Linked DNA regions of Mus musculus: region 2 is linked to region 1. Evidence: chromatin contacts called from public Hi-C data. All regions are on one chromosome and are shown on one strand. Each heading gives the region's core, a stretch centred on a gene start, on an enhancer-like site or on the middle of the called end of the contact. The rest is flanking DNA. Distances are from core to core; before and after follow the strand shown.

What was found. Hi-C and Micro-C count contacts between places; a contact is called where the count stands out from the background.
Region 2: a contact with region 1 is called in a Hi-C map of cerebral cortex, with 4 times the contacts expected there. The contact joins two enhancer-like sites. A contact is called at or near these places in 23 of 484 Hi-C or Micro-C datasets (the G1E-ER4 cell line, the HL-1 cell line, MC3T3-E1-derived osteoblasts and 15 more) and 2 of 115 datasets of contacts at active chromatin or transcription factors (astrocytes and embryonic hindbrain).

What each region holds. Positions count from the first base shown.
Region 1 is chr4:44,319,430-44,322,498 of GRCm38.p6, forward strand. The region is part of intron 8 of Melk (maternal embryonic leucine zipper kinase); the gene reads left to right. Among named protein-coding and RNA genes, the nearest start is that of Melk, 20 kb to the left of the region's middle. Within about 2 kb of position 1,487, at least 9 of the 459 cell types and tissues checked have an H3K27ac peak or open chromatin away from gene starts, as enhancers often do. A contact at or near this core is called in cerebral cortex, where this site is marked.
Region 2 is chr4:44,556,695-44,559,763 of GRCm38.p6, forward strand. The region is part of intron 8 of Pax5 (paired box 5); the gene reads right to left. Among named protein-coding and RNA genes, the nearest start is that of Mir5120, 49 kb to the right of the region's middle. Within about 2 kb of position 1,562, at least 73 of the 459 cell types and tissues checked have an H3K27ac peak or open chromatin away from gene starts, as enhancers often do. A contact at or near this core is called in cerebral cortex, where this site is marked.

The sequences.
Region 1 (3,069 bases), core at 237-2,736:
ATACTGTATATTCTTTGTTTTTCCTACTTTGAATTTTATTTTTTAGTTTTTCATGTATTTGCAAGTTGAAAATTGATTCAAATTAGGATTTTTATGCATTATTGTGGAATTTAATTTCACACATTATAGATTTTGAAATTTATTGTAATCTTGACTCAGAACTATTGTTCCGAGTCGCAGTGTAATACAGTCTGCTGGTTGAATCTAATTAAGGTGTCGTATCACTTGCATACAGTATGTATCTGCCTAGAATGTTCTAAAAATTCTCACTTAGGACTAGTACAACCCTCTCATCTTGGCTTGATTGAAAAACTCAGCAATATTTGACACATTGTGAAACTGATTTAAGAGGCAGCCTTTGTGTATCTTGCATTTGTTGGCTATCTTAACAAAACCCTGAAATGTAATTTTCAGCATGATCACTTAGAGATTGTGTTTTAATCTTATTAAAGTCACCTATTCATTTGCTATCACTGTATTTGAAGACAAGCATGACCATACTTCAGTTCTGGTATACAAGTATTAGAGTGGTCTACATAATTTAGAAGTCAAAGTTGGATAGTCAGAAGGTAAAATTTCTTACCAATTGTTACTTTCAAATTTAAGGGAAATGAGTAACTTGTTTCTTTATGCGATTACATTTTTATAATTTTATAGAGTTGACTATGGTGCTGTCATTGTGTGCTGGAGAGATTGCCTGCCTTTCTTAGCACCATGTACACAGTGAACAACTGAAGGCTGCTAGAATTCCCAGGATTATCCTTAGCCCAGAGATCCCCTTCTCCTCCCACTTGGCTTCTGCCCACTGTTGCTCTTGCTCTCATTTGCAAGGAAATCACCCTTTAAATAAAGAAGCAGGACTAAGGGGCACAGCCCTGGCTGGCACAGGGCCTTCTGTGGTGCTGCCCCTCCTCGCTGCACTGTTCCCTGAGGTCTTCTCTGTTTAGTCTTTGGATGTATTGTATATCTTACTGCTTAAATCACCCCTCTGTGTACTTGTGGGCTTCCTTGAGTTATATAAGCACAGCAGAAAGTGCTGCATCTCCCTCTCGTCCTTTTCTAGCCTTCAACATACGCTGTTCTGTAACATGTTTCTTAACCTTGGCTCTCTTCTTGATATTTGGGATGAGCTCACTCTTTGCTGTAGGTGATGCAGCGCAGAGCACTGGGGTGTGCAGAGCACAGTCTGTACTTACTAGATATTGGGAGCAGCCCCAGCCTGCACACTCAAGCCAAGCACAGACAGGCTTCTGCTCGAAGTTTCTCGCGCTGGGGTAGTGGTACACAGACTGTGGAGTACTCCCACCCTTAGCTAGCAGTTTGGGTCCTTTTTTCTTTCTTCCTTTTATTTTTATTTTTTATTCTTTTGGGTGTTAGTTTAAGGGCATAACATTTCTTTTACTTTGGTAGTTAGGAGCCTATATTTGAGTATCAGAAGAGCTGGGAACCTGGAGCCAGACTCTTCCTTGGGAAGAGAGGCTGGTGGGAGAGTGGCACCTGAAGGAAGCTGTGGGAGTTGCTTAGTGCTTCTAAAGTCAAGGACTTGAGGGTGGTGGCTTAACACGATTCAGATATGCCCTCTCACAGTTGCAGGTGGGCACAGTTCGGTGTAAAGGGGGTCAGGGTTAAGCAGACACCTATAGCAGTCAGCATGGGGGTGCCCAGAGCACAGCCTGTCCAGTGAAAGGCATGGCAGAAGAGCAGGGTCTGCTCAGGCACTCAGGTAGGCGGTGGCCATTTGATAAGCAGGTAGGCAGGCCCATCTCTTCTCGCTGTGGCAAGAGCAAGCTGAAGTGTGTGAGAAGCAGGCGGATAGGCAGATGGCTGCCTGTGTCCTTGAAGAAGTGCTGGGGTAACAGGTGCAGTACCACATAAAGGTTTTCTCAGTGTGGGTTTGGGATTGAATTGTGGGTGCCCAGCAGGTGTGGCTGGTGCCTTTATCCACTGAGCCATGGGTTTTGAGTGGTCTCATATAGTCCAGGCTGACCTAGGACCTGCTGTGGATCGTAGGGTAGCCTTGACCTGCTTTCCTGTCTCTAGGATTATAGGTGAGTGCCGCTCCTCCTGGTCCTCTACAGTGCTGGGGACTGACCCTGCCTTGCGCATGGTAGGCAGTGATCACCAACGGAGCCACATCTCCATATCTAAGTTTTTGTTCCATTAGTTGAATATAATTTCATGCTTATTGGCCACTTAAATGCCTTGCCAGTATTCTTTGCCTGCTTTCTTTTAGAATATATGCTTTTTGTCTAATTTCTTCCTTTAGTCAAAAAATATGAATTGAGTACCTTATGCACACTAGGACCAGCCACTGTTCAGGTCAACAGAATGGCACAATCCTCGTATTAAGGAGCTTGTGTCTGAATGTAGTGAGGCATAAAGTGTAAATTGAGAGTGGTACTAGGGCTGTAAAGCAAATAGGAATGACTGGTGTGGGGCGCTGTGGTAAATATGGGCAGGCCAGGGTGGGCCGATCTTCACTGGCATTAGGTGGAGATCTGAGGAAGACTGCCACATACACTCTGCTGGCACCCAGCACAGCATGACAGACAGGCAGAGGGAACTGAGTGCCGAGGCCTGAGGTAGGCTGCTTTCACTAGTGACTGTCTATAGTTAGGAGATGGAGAGTTTGAGAGGTAGCAAGAAGCGGAAACAGACCACCGTGAGCCAGATGGGGAACCACTTGGGGGAAGGCTTGGAGTGGTGAGGTGCCATGACTGTCCCACTATTTGAAAAGAATGTAAGCAGTAATGAGTGAAGACTAGACTCTAGGCCACAGTGATGCAGTCTGGATGATCAGTTAGCAGCCTCACGCAGGTGCCACAGGAGGCGTGCATGATAGATGAGGATGCTGGGGATATTGTGAGCACAGCCAGGATGCTGATGCGTTGAGTGTGGGTTGAGAGGAAGAGTTAGGAGTTGACAGTTGGCAGTGCTCCCCCCACTCCCCGGGGCAGGGAGGCAGTGAGAGTGGCTGCGGTGGTGATACCCGAGTGACTCAGAGACCTTTCTGTGTGATGAAGTGTGGGTAGTATCCTTTCACTTCGGCAGAAGAGGCTTTTCCCTGAT
Region 2 (3,069 bases), core at 312-2,811, 240 kb after region 1:
ATTTCTCTTGTCCACTAGGGGGAGCCCTGCAATCCTCTCTTCAACAGAAATTAAGTTGGCAAGCCTCTGTGCCAACTCATGCAGAGAACTTCAAAAGCTCCCAGCAGGTCTCAGAGTGGAAGCAGGAGAGCCCCTGAGATGTTGCCATGGTGCCAGGGGTCCTGTGATTGGCTGGATCTGAGAGGTTGATACAGTGCCCAAGTTTCTTCCCATGCCCCACCCCCCACCCCAACCAAACAGACTCTATTGGTGGGAAGGGAGGAGAGAGGCTTCTCCGGGGACTGAACGGAGCATCCTGGTGCCAAGCTCTGTCTGTGTGCCTCCTGGATAGATGAACAGGTTATGTAAGGTGAGCTAACATTCCCACGAGCGTGGGCCTTGTGCCCGTGCTGAGCGTGAAGCAGCCTTGAGATGCCGCAGGAGTCCAGGCTCAGAGCCAGAGAGCCAGGAGAAGCCCGGGCTTTGGGTTTCTTAGGATCCCTCTCACCTCTTCATTTACCCAGTGGTATAAAAGGCCCCATAAGGAGTAGAGATGTGGCTCAGCCACTAAGAGCACTGGCTGCTTTTCCAGAGGACCAGGTTCGGTTCCCACCACTCACAGAGTTTCTCACAACTGTTCGTAATTCTGGGGTCTGACGCCGTCTTCTGGCCTGGATGACTGTGTTGCTTACTGAACAAGAACAGCCAGGTGACAGACAGGTCCTGGGGACTAAGACCTAACCTGCTTTCCACTCACCAAACTTTGAGTCCCGGCAAGAGGTTCTGTCTGTACAGGAGAAGGAACAGGGCCTTAAGAGATAGCCTGAGAACACCCCAGGGAAACCGGAACAGGCCATGGGTCACACGCCACGGATAGGGTCACCTATCTACCATTTCTCTTCACAGGAATCTGAGTGTGGTTCCTTGACTGAGTTTGCCTCGGGTTCCACCTTCGGCAGCACAAAACAACTGAAATAGAAACGTTCAGGGGTTCAAGGCTAGCCTGGGCAACAAAGTCAGGCCCCACCTCCAAAAAGGGCTCTGTGACACTACAGGACTCTATTCTAGTACTTCAAGTCAGAAGGGGGAAGCATGCGCCAGCTCTATCCTCCCTGAAATGGGATAGCATCCGCTGACCTCCAGATGGACAGTGAAAGGCGGGGGCTGAGGGGTGGAAGGGATTAGCCCAGGGTCCGTGGGGTGCACGGTGCACTGCAGGGAAGGTCCCAGGTAATTTCGCTGCCTCTTCAAAGTGAGCCCTTCACTCCCTCCCAAGGAGAACCGACAGATGGCGCTACTGAGGAGAGGGTCCTGACAACAAGCCTAGATGGAAGGAAGCCCAGCTCCCTCCGAGCTGGGAATCCCGGAGTCAGAAGTTGAACAACCATCCCGCAGAAGTGCGGATGGAGAGGGTAGAGCAGAGTCCCGTGGGGTCACTGGGAGCCCATCGGCGGCTAGGACTGGACCCTGCGTCAGGGGACACCTCTCCATTCCCACACGGCTCTGTGTCTCTAAGCCAGCCTCCCCCGCAGCCCACCCGCTAGCCTGCCTTGGGCCAGCGTGGTGGCAGGCCCTGCTTGCTCCCCGGGGAGTCCGCCGCCAGGCCTGATGGCGCTAGCGGAGGGAGGGAGGCCGCCAAGCTGTCAGTCTGGAGGTGCCCCTCAGAGCTCCTCCTGGCTGGAGCGAGGAGGGTGGGCCGGCTCCAGAGCTGGGCTGTCAGGGCCTTCACAGAGACGAGGCCGGAGAGGCCTGCCTGACAGCTCGCCCACCGAATTAGGACCATTTGCATGCTAATTTCTAGCGCTCCAACGGGCTGGCAGGCTGGCTGGGGTGTGCGGAGTGTGCAGAGAGGCGCACACCTCCCAGCCCGCCTGCGAAGGAACAATGCTTGACTGATCTAGCTGCGTTAACGAGCAAATTATGGTAATTTTGTTATTACAAATGCATAGAAATTTCCAAAGCAGGCAGCCATTCAGGGTTCCTCCCTGCTCCTCCCTGCCCCTAAATCCCGAGTCCCCTGTTTGTACACAAGGGTCAGCCCCTGCTCAGGACTGAGATTTCCAGGGGCCAGGCTTCTCTCGGAGCCTTTCCAGGGAGGTCTAGGATGAATGAGGCCGGAGCTGGCCACCAGTCAGGCATATATCCCGCAGGCAGGCAAGCCTCCAGCTGCTGTGTCCTTCAGACCTTGCCTCTTTGTATCCCCTTTGCCTCCTGGGACTCTCATTCCAAGGAAACCACTCCCAAACACCGTGTTCAAGTTGGCTCCCCTCCCTTGTGAACATGAAACATGGGGTATTTCTCTTTATAGAAGGTTCGAGTTTCAGAGTCATTTGGCCATGTCTGTGTTCACACTGTGAGCTGGGCTCAACAATGCGGACAAGCCTGTGATCCGATGAATGAATGAATGAATGAATGAATGAACGAATGAGAGTACGTGTGAGGGGAGACAGGCAGAATGTCGCTCACAAATGAGGATTCTCCCTTGCCCCCCAAGTTGGGTCAATGCATTGAGAGCAAAGCCAGTCCCAGTTTACCTGCCAACTGGCAACCTCACCTGGTGTTTGTCATTGCCCACTGTTAAAACAGCTACATGCTCATGTTTCTAGTGGTCGTTTTTGGTTGGAACTGCATCTCTGGAAGGATGGTCTGGGATGCATCCAGAGAGGCACTGTCTTCTGGGGGCTCCCAGTTCCCAGCTGTGGTGGGGAGGGGTGTGGCCACTCCATGGTTGGGGCAGGGCACCAAGGCAGTGAAGTTGCCTCAAAGGGCAGGGTGGCCATGTGTCCAGCACTACAAGAGATGGTGACAGTCACCGTATTCTGTGATCGGGATTCCAGGCCAGCCTGATGTGGCTCGAATCCACTTTGAAAGTTGGTCAAACAGGCCTCTCTAAGACTCACTTACAGGAAGCCTACTGGGAGGGAGGTCCTGCTTCTGGTAACTGGGAAAGCAAGGACCCAACCAGTGTCCGGGAGACAAAGGCCTAACCCAAGTGGAGACTTCAGGCTGCGGGTCATGGTCTGAGTTTTCTGTCCATCTGATTTTCTAGTTGGGTTATCACTTCTAGAGGATACTGAAGCCAGAAAAAGA